2 separate regions of the Oryctolagus cuniculus genome follow, and region 2 is linked to region 1. A link is a contact called in public Micro-C data. All regions are on one chromosome and are shown on one strand. Each heading gives the region's core, a stretch centred on a gene start, on an enhancer-like site or on the middle of the called end of the contact. The rest is flanking DNA. Distances are from core to core; before and after follow the strand shown. Region 1 has its middle 260 kb from the start of TBC1D1. Region 2 holds the start of TLR1 (toll like receptor 1).

The links. A called contact is a pair of places that touch in the nucleus more often than the background predicts.
Region 2: a contact with region 1 is called in a Micro-C map of ear pinna, with 4 times the contacts expected there. The contact joins the promoter of TLR1 here to the enhancer-like site in region 1. A contact is called at or near these places in 2 of 6 Hi-C or Micro-C datasets (ear pinna and an unstated tissue).

Annotation. Positions count from the first base shown.
Region 1 is chr2:32,211,765-32,215,933 of mOryCun1.1, forward strand. No RefSeq gene overlaps it. Among named protein-coding and RNA genes, the nearest start is that of TBC1D1, 260 kb to the left of the region's middle. Within about 2 kb of position 1,962, at least 1 of the 8 cell types and tissues checked has an H3K27ac peak or open chromatin away from gene starts, as enhancers often do.
Region 2 is chr2:32,776,898-32,781,066 of mOryCun1.1, forward strand. It overlaps TLR1 (toll like receptor 1), which reads right to left and starts at 2,290. Exons shown (of 1, transcript NM_001329082.1): 1 at 1-2,290. The coding sequence starts at 2,290.

The sequences.
Region 1 (4,169 bases), core at 712-3,211:
AGTTTTCAGTCTCATGGGAGAAGAAAGGCAACAAATAAATAGTCACATAAGTACATAATATAACAAGTGGTGATAAATACCATAAAGAAAAATAAATCAGGGTGACATAACACAGGATGTTATATAGGAAGGTCGAAGTCACAAGACATACAAAGAGTTAAGAAGTATTCCCACTTCTTCTATTTATTGGGAAGAGTTTGACTTGTGTTGTGTTAATTCTTTACATGTTTAGTAGAATTCACCAGTGAAGCCATCTGGCCTTGGGCTTTTCTTCACTGGGAGGTGTTTGATTCCTGATCCAATCTCTCTATTTGTCACACATCTGTGATTTTCTGTTTCTTCCTGGGTTCAGGTTAGGTCATTTCTGTGTTTTTAGGAATCGTGATTACATCCAGGATGTGTAATTTGTCAGTGTACAATCATTCATTGGAATCTCTTGCAATCCTTTCTATTTATCTGAGGTCGGTAGTAATGCCTCCACTTTTGTTTCCTGATTTTAGTTATTGGCTCTCCTTTCTCTTTCTCTGCCCATCCAGCTAAGGGCTTGCCAGTTTTTAGAGGGGTGGGACCCCGAGAGTTGTCCAGTGGCAGCACATTGCTGGCAGAACGAAGAGTCCTGCCAGCTAGCATTGTGGAGATTTCCTGGGCACCAGGCGTTACTCTCAGTGCCCTACCTGGGTGGTAGGTGCTCCAACTACTGTTGTTCTTGCTGGGTGAGGAGACTGGGACACAGAGAGGGCAGTGAACCTGCCCAAGATCCCATCACTAGTGGGGTGGAGTCTGACTCCAGGACCCAGTCTTATCCTATGTACTTTGGCCTTTCATAGTCTGTGAGGTCAGTGAAAGAAAATAAAATTGCAACTACTGTCAAAGCAAAGAATGAAACAAAACCTCATCTGCTACACCTCAATATGGTGTTTTTCTCCTTTAGAAACACAGCAGTGTAGCGTTTCCATCTTGAAGTGACAAATGATACAACCATTTTATAATCTAATTTTACACCCCCAACCAGTTCCAAGATATTAGCAACCAGGTCTCAGCCATCCCTGTCATACTTTGGGTTTCATAGAAATCTCCAGTGATTTTCCAACATATGCCATTTTTAAAAAAGATTTATTTATTTTATTTGAAAGGCAGAGTTACAGAGCTGCAGAGGCAAAGGCAGAGAGAGAGAGAGAGAGAGAGAGAGAGAGGTCTTCCATCTGCTGGTTCACTCCCCAGATGGCCACAATGGCTGGACTGCACCGATCCGAAGCCAGGAGCCAGGAGCTTCTTCCAAGTCTCTTGTGGCTGCAGGGGCCATAGCGGAGAGCTGGATCAGAAGTGGAGCAGCCAAGGACTTGAACTGGTGCCCATATGGGATGCTGGCACTGTGGGCGGCAGCTTTACCCACTACGCCACAGTGCCGGCCCCCAACAGATGCCATTTTATACAAAATATTTTTCCCTTGTAATTTTTTTTCCTTTCTGGGGAAACAAAAGCGTGTTTTAGCAGCAAACAACGCATCTGCTTTTGATTTACTCATACTCAGATTGCTGAAATGTTGCTCCATAAGAGCTATTTTATTCCTCTTCAAACTTTCTTGAATCAAGTTTTTTGCCATTTCCTTCCTTTTGAACACTGAGTAATGTTTTGCTAAGGAAGGAATATGCAGATATCACTGTAGCTAGATTGGTTTAAAATCAAAAGGCAGGGCTTCTGCGGGGGCCTTGAGGAAACTTGCTCTATAGCCCACAGCTAAATCAGGCAGTGATTCAGAAACTCCGGGTATCTAAGGGTTCCAGAGACACAAAGGAGTTTTTGACCATAAGTCATTCCTACATGCTCCACGGTGGGACTGTATTTCCTCCTTGATAGAAAAAAAAAAATGTCAGTGGAGAAGAAACTTCTCTTGTCAGCTCGAGCTTTAAAAAGAAGAGGGAAGTGTGGGGTGAAAGGCTGTTTTTAAGCTCAGGCATATGTTAGAGGGGGAGGAAATGAGACCGAGCGAGAAATGAAGTGCTGACACCGAAGATCCTCCACGGCCTTGGGATGACCCGTGAATCTCGCCAGTTCCTGGAACACACACCAGAGAGCGTGCTTCATGTGAACGGCAAGTTTTGCAAGGAGTCATTGGCACTGAGCGAAGTCAGCAGAATTGGGTGTGATACCCATGTGGGCGGGTCCATAGGGTGAGAACCCCATTTCCGCATCCATCCATCCATCCATCCATCCCAGAAATACCAGGGAAGTCAGGCAGGAAGGACAGGAGGAAAGGGAAGCTGCATTCTCCTGATCCCTTGTTATGCCAGTGATGATGAATAGGCTTCGTCCCCAGACAACGCTGAGAGGCAGTGGCTGCTCCAGGGGCTGTGTCCAGAAGAATTCTGCAGTTTGGTCTGATTCTAGAGCCCAGAGTAGAATCCATCAAGAAGTCAGCTATGGGCGTGATTGGGGTGAGTGTCAGCTGTCACATATGTCCTCAGACGTGCCAGTGCCCCAGCGCAGGGCTGGGTAGGTGGAGGAGACCAAGGAAAGTTGGCTCAGTGCCTATCCAAGGTGGGGAGAGGGCAGAAGAGCTGGAGGCAATGGGGGGATTCAGACTGAGGGTTCACAACTCTGCCCTGCTGGTGACGCTCCTGCCCTTTGTACGCAATCCCCTTGCTACTGTGCTCAGTCAGAGCATCCGTGGGTCATCAGCTTCAACACCGGGAACTCCAGGGTGATGAGAGTGCCGCAGGTCAGATGGCCCCAGCCCGCAGCCCCAGCCCCGATGCCGAAAAGGTGGCTGTACTTCCAAAAGCCTTCAAGTCTGTTTTCTCCTCTAGAAAACAGAGTAAAAACTGCTAATTTTTAGAATTGTGGTGAAGAGAATGTGTAAAAACCATTGAATGAATGTGTTTGTTTGAAAGGCAGAGAGAGGAAAGAGAGAGAAACGCAGAGAAGTGTCCCGTCTGCTGGTTCACTCCCCAGAGGTCCAGGACAGCTAGGGTTGGGCCAGGCCAAAGCCAGGCGCCTGGAATCCAGTCCATCCAGGTCTCCAACGTGGGTGGCAGGGACCCAGCCTCTGGAGCCATCACATGCCGTCTTCCGGTACGCTGATTTGCAGGAAGCTGGTATTGGGAATGAAGCTGGTCCTTGAACCCAAGTGCTTTAAAGTGGGACGCAGGCATGAGGGTTAAGCTTAAAAGGAAGGGCCTGGCTGGCAGCAACACTTGATACATGGTTCATATTCTTACAAAAGTACCCGTGGTGCACCCTCATGGATACCCAAATCAAAACTGCGATATTTGCACGTAACCTACACAATCCTCCTGTATATTTTGCCGTCTCTAACCCCTGATGCATTTTGTTATAGTGGAATACGCTAGAACACCCCATACAGTGTAAATGTGGTGTGGACAGTTGTTTCACTGTATTGTTTGGGGAGTGACGACACGGGGGAGAAGATGCAGCCATCTTGGTCCTAACTCCATTGTCACCTGTAGTTGGGTGACGCTGCAGTTTCTATATATGGAGGGGCTGTAGTGAAGTGAGAGCTTTGTCCCCTTGAGGAGAGCCCCCCAAAAAGTGGCGAGAGGGGCTGGTGGGCCTTGTGCCTTTCTGAGGGGCAGTGGGAGTGGGAGGAAGCGCTGCAGGCAAGGCCATGCCACCAGCAGGAACCAAAGCCGAGTGAGGCCTCAGTGGGCGGAACCTGGCACAGTCACTTCGCTGTTGAATATTTTCATATCGATTCTGGCCAGTCAGACTGGCTAGCAACCCCAGCTGTGTTGAGGCCTGGGGCTTCCTCAGAGGCCTTTCCTGAGGAGCAAACACCAGCCGGCGAGGCCTGCCTCCTGTGAGCTGGCTTTCCGGTGTCTGAGATGTGCTGGGGGCACCAGCAGGGCTGGCAGAGTTTATCGGAAGTCCTGTGAATTTCATCCCAGTGGGAGGGAGCCGAGTCTGACTGACTGTGTAGGGTCACAGAAAAGTCACGCCTGGCCTGGAATTCAGCTCTCTTCCTTCCCTTTTGGGTCCTCGCTAATGGCTAATGGCAGAGTCATGGAGAAGGTTTTGGCCTCTGAAGCAGCCACTTCCTCGCCTCTAAAGTCCCCCGGTCAGTTGTCTCTCCTCTGTGTGCTCTGAACATGGTGGGGTGGGTGTTGGGGGGCCAACCAGAGAGCAGTGCAAAGAAGGAAGGGCCAGGCCTG
Region 2 (4,169 bases), core at 1,040-3,539, 570 kb after region 1:
TCGGCCATTCCAAGTAAGTCCTCCGTGCCATGAGGGTTTTGAGCTTGTGGTAGCTGTTCGGAATGGAGTACTGTGGAATGGGCTCCAGCAAGATCAGGATTAAGTTATTGGATCCTTCATGGAAGAGATTGTGGTGAGCAAAGTAGAGCTCATAATGGCACCACTCACTCTGGACAAAGTTGGGAGACAAGACAAAGATGGACTTGTAACTCTTCTCAATACAATTTATGATGTTTTCCACAATGCTCTTGCCAGGAACAAAGTCTCTCTCATGGAGACAAATCTGGATATCTTCTTTTTCTAGGTTGGGTACTAATTCACTCTTCACCCATGCAGAATCATGCCCACTGTATGAAATAAAAGCATGGAACTGGAGATTTCTTTGGAGTTCCACTAGGGGGATGTTCCGAGCCCTGTGCCGGGCCTGGGTCCACTGACACACCATCCTCAGATACCAGGGCACGTCCAGGTAGACGCAGAGGCAGGTCACGGAAGCAGCCACCACCAGCACGGTGGCCCCAATGGTGACCATCAGCAGGGCTATGTTGCAGGATAACTGAGATACATGAAAGTCCTTGAGCAGGGTTCCCTTGTAGCCTTCTGGGTAGGCACACTTATAGGAATCAGGCCAGCCCTCCGCCACCTCACTCGATAGCTGGCCCATACTTTTGATGAACTCTCTTAGCTCGCATGTACAGTGGAATGGATTGCTTCCCGCTTTTATTGACGTAATCTTCTGGCAGCTCTGGAAGAAACGAGCTGATGGGTGGGACACTGCGTTGTGCTCAATGATCAGCAGAGAGAGGCTGCTGAAGGGGCCACACCCAGGGAGGTCCACGAGGGAGTTGAGAGCAACATTGAGTTCTTGCAAAGCCTCCAGGTGGGTGACATCTTTAGGAATGGCCGTTATTCTGTTATTGTGGAGATCAAGCACCTTGACCTTGGGAGGTAAACATCTGAAAACAGAGTCCGTAAGTGCATTGGAAGACAAATTTAAATTTAATAAACTTCCAGTCCAGGAACAGTCTACCTCGTTTTCATCATTTCTTAGTGAATTTTGGCTAGCATCCAACTGTTGTAGAGACTTCATCTTCGTGGTCATATGAATTAAGTTTGTGAGGTCCTTTAATTGATTCCTCTGCAGATTAAATGTCTTTAACTCAGTTAAGGTTCCACAGTTTTGAAAAATCGTGTCCGTCAAGAGGTTGTTGGAAAAATCCAAATGCAAAAATGGGCTAATTTGGAGCGGACAAAGCATATGGATCATACGTGTCCCAGACACTGTGAAATTTTGGATGTTCATATTTGACAAAATTTTGTAGATGTTACCTTGGGAAAGACTGAGCGTACTACTGGAAAATTGGTTTATAGACAAGGCCTTTATGGAAGTGTTAGAATAATTAAAATCTATGAAGTCAAGTGGACCCTGAACATTCACATTTGAAATTGAGAAATACTCTATGGTTGAGGGCCAAACCAACTGGAGGATCCTAAGGAAAGACTTCCAAGTCGTTTCAATGTTGTGTAAGGTAAAATTTGATAACCTTGGATTCTTTCGAAGTTTTGACAGAACGTTTAGGAAGAAAGAACTTTCGTTGTCATGTAGCACGCAGTTAATATTAGACAACTCCAGACTTGCTGCAGGGCTGGCTGCCACATCCAACAGGAAGCTGAATTCCTTTTTGGAGGGGAAAACAATATGCAAACTCTCTGTGTTAAAGTCTCGAAGCACGTCAGGCTCTTCTTTTTCCCCATAATGGTCTCCTAAGACCAACAAAACCTTACTGATATTCAAATGAGCGATTGGCTGCACGCTGGATTTTTGTAACTGGCTTGCACTCAGCCCCAGGAATTTCAGCTGAGACATGTTGCCAAATTGTTTGCATATGGGCAGAGCATCAAACGCATTAAACGAGAGGTCTAAGTGCTTGAAGTTCACACTAGGGTGGCAAGAAATCTTCCACAGCTCATTGTGGGACACATCCAAGTATTCCAATTCCTGGTTGTATTTGAACACACTGAAATCGAGATATCGGATTCTGTTGTGAGAAATTATCAAAATCCTCAGGTTTGAGAGTGATTGGACATCTGCTGTCTGAAGCGCAGATATGGAGTTTTGCGAAATATCTAAGACCGTGGTTTGCAGAGGCAGGTCTTTGGGAACATGGAGCAGGCCTGTTTTGGACATATTAATGGAAATCTCACTCCCATCAGATGGTTGGATTCTGACCACAAGTATTAACATGTCAATGATGGCAAGATGGAAGCTGCTAGAAATAGTGTTGGTCATTCTGGAACACTAGACATTCCTAATGGCAGTTGCTATTCTTCAGAGCCTCTTGAATCAGGTCCTAGAAAAAAAAATGCACGTTAAATGATAACATTAAATTAGGCATGGTTGACATCAAACACTTTTTATTAGAGACTCGTAAGGTGGAGGCTATATTCTTTGGGTTACACAACTTGAAGCCCGGGAAACATTAGAAAGATAGATAATTATGTCAGCTTTATCAAATAATGAGTAATACGGATGGGGTTGAAGGGTGAGACCCCAGAAGATTTGTCTGCCTCCTGCCCATGACCTAATCCCCAGAAACTGTGAATGTTATCATATTTAGAAAAAGAATCTTTTCAGGGATAAAATTAAAGATTGTTTATTAATATTTGGAAGAAGTTCAGTTTTGTTTATTTTTATTTCTTTCATACATTTGAAATGCAGAAAATGTCAGAGATGGATTTTCCATTCACTGGTTCACTCCTCAAATGTCCATAAAAGCTAGGTTTCGGTTACACTGAAGCCAGGAGCTGGGAACTCAATTCAGGTCTCCCACATGGGTGGCAAGGACCCAAGGATTTGAGCCATCGCCGGCTACCTCTCAGATGCACATCAGGCAGGAAGCTAGAAGCAGAAGTGGAGTCAGGACTCGAACCCAGGCCCTCTGGTGTGGATGCCGGCATCTCATGCAGTATCTTAATTCATCTAAGATCCACCCCAAAGTTAAGGATCTTGAGAAATGAGATCACATGGAAAATGGCCCCTAGATCTAATGACAAGTATGCCTATAAGAGGCAGAGGGGTATTTGACAGAGACAGCAGAGGACAGAATCACAAAGGAGAAAGCCACGTGAGGACGGAGGCAGAGGTTGGAGTGATACAGCCACAGGGCCAGCGACGCCAGCAGCCACAGAAGCTGGGGGGGCCCCTGGAGAGGATGCTGCCATGCGGGCACCTTGGTTTGGTCCTTGTGGCCCTCAGAACGATAACAAACGAATTTCTGTTATTTCAGACCCTTAATGGTGATTTGGTTTATGGGAACTCCTCTGGCCACACCCCTCCTGAGATCATTTGGAACTCAGGCTAAGATTCACTGGGTAGACCTCCACTCTTTGACACATACCTGCCCATGACATTCTTGAGAATTCTCCCACATGGTGAATTTGTTCTTACCTTACCTTTCAGGATCTTCACGAGGTTTGGGGGTATACCTGCGTCTTGTGCAAAAGGTGATTAATTAGATCATGATGAAAGACCTCGCAGGAAATGTGTTCTTCCATTTATTTATTCAACCAATATGTATTGATACCCTACTGGCCATGGCTTAGGAGCTAAGGGTGTAGTGAGTAAGATAAAGTCCTAATTCCCAAGGAGCTTATTATTTGGAGAGGGGATAGAAAATAAACAAATAAATATCCAAGCTTAACTTCATAAAGTGCTAAGTGCTCCATACGAAAACAAAGGGTCCATTGCAGGCGTTGGCGGGGGGGGGTAGTTGGTGGCAGCTGCTGTCAGAAGATGAGTTAGACAGATGGACGTGAGGCAGTCACCCGTGGGAAGATCTGGGGGAAGAGCCTTTCTGACACAGGCAAAGGCAGATAGGTTGGCTTGTCCAGGGCCAGGAGGTCAGTGTGAGCACTGAGTGAGCAAAAATGAGAGGCGTCACAGCCAAGGTCACGTGGGGTCTTGTAGGTCATTGCAGCGAGTTGAGCTCGCATCCAAGGGTGATGAAGGAGTGGAAGCTTTTAAATATGGGCATTGTCTCCTCCTCTCTCTTACTCAATTTTTTTTTTCATTCACTCATAAAATGTCTTTATTCCATATGAAATGCTGGGTATTGTTCTAGGGTGTGGCCTTCGCACTAGTTATCAGCCTGCTCTAGACAAGATGCTAT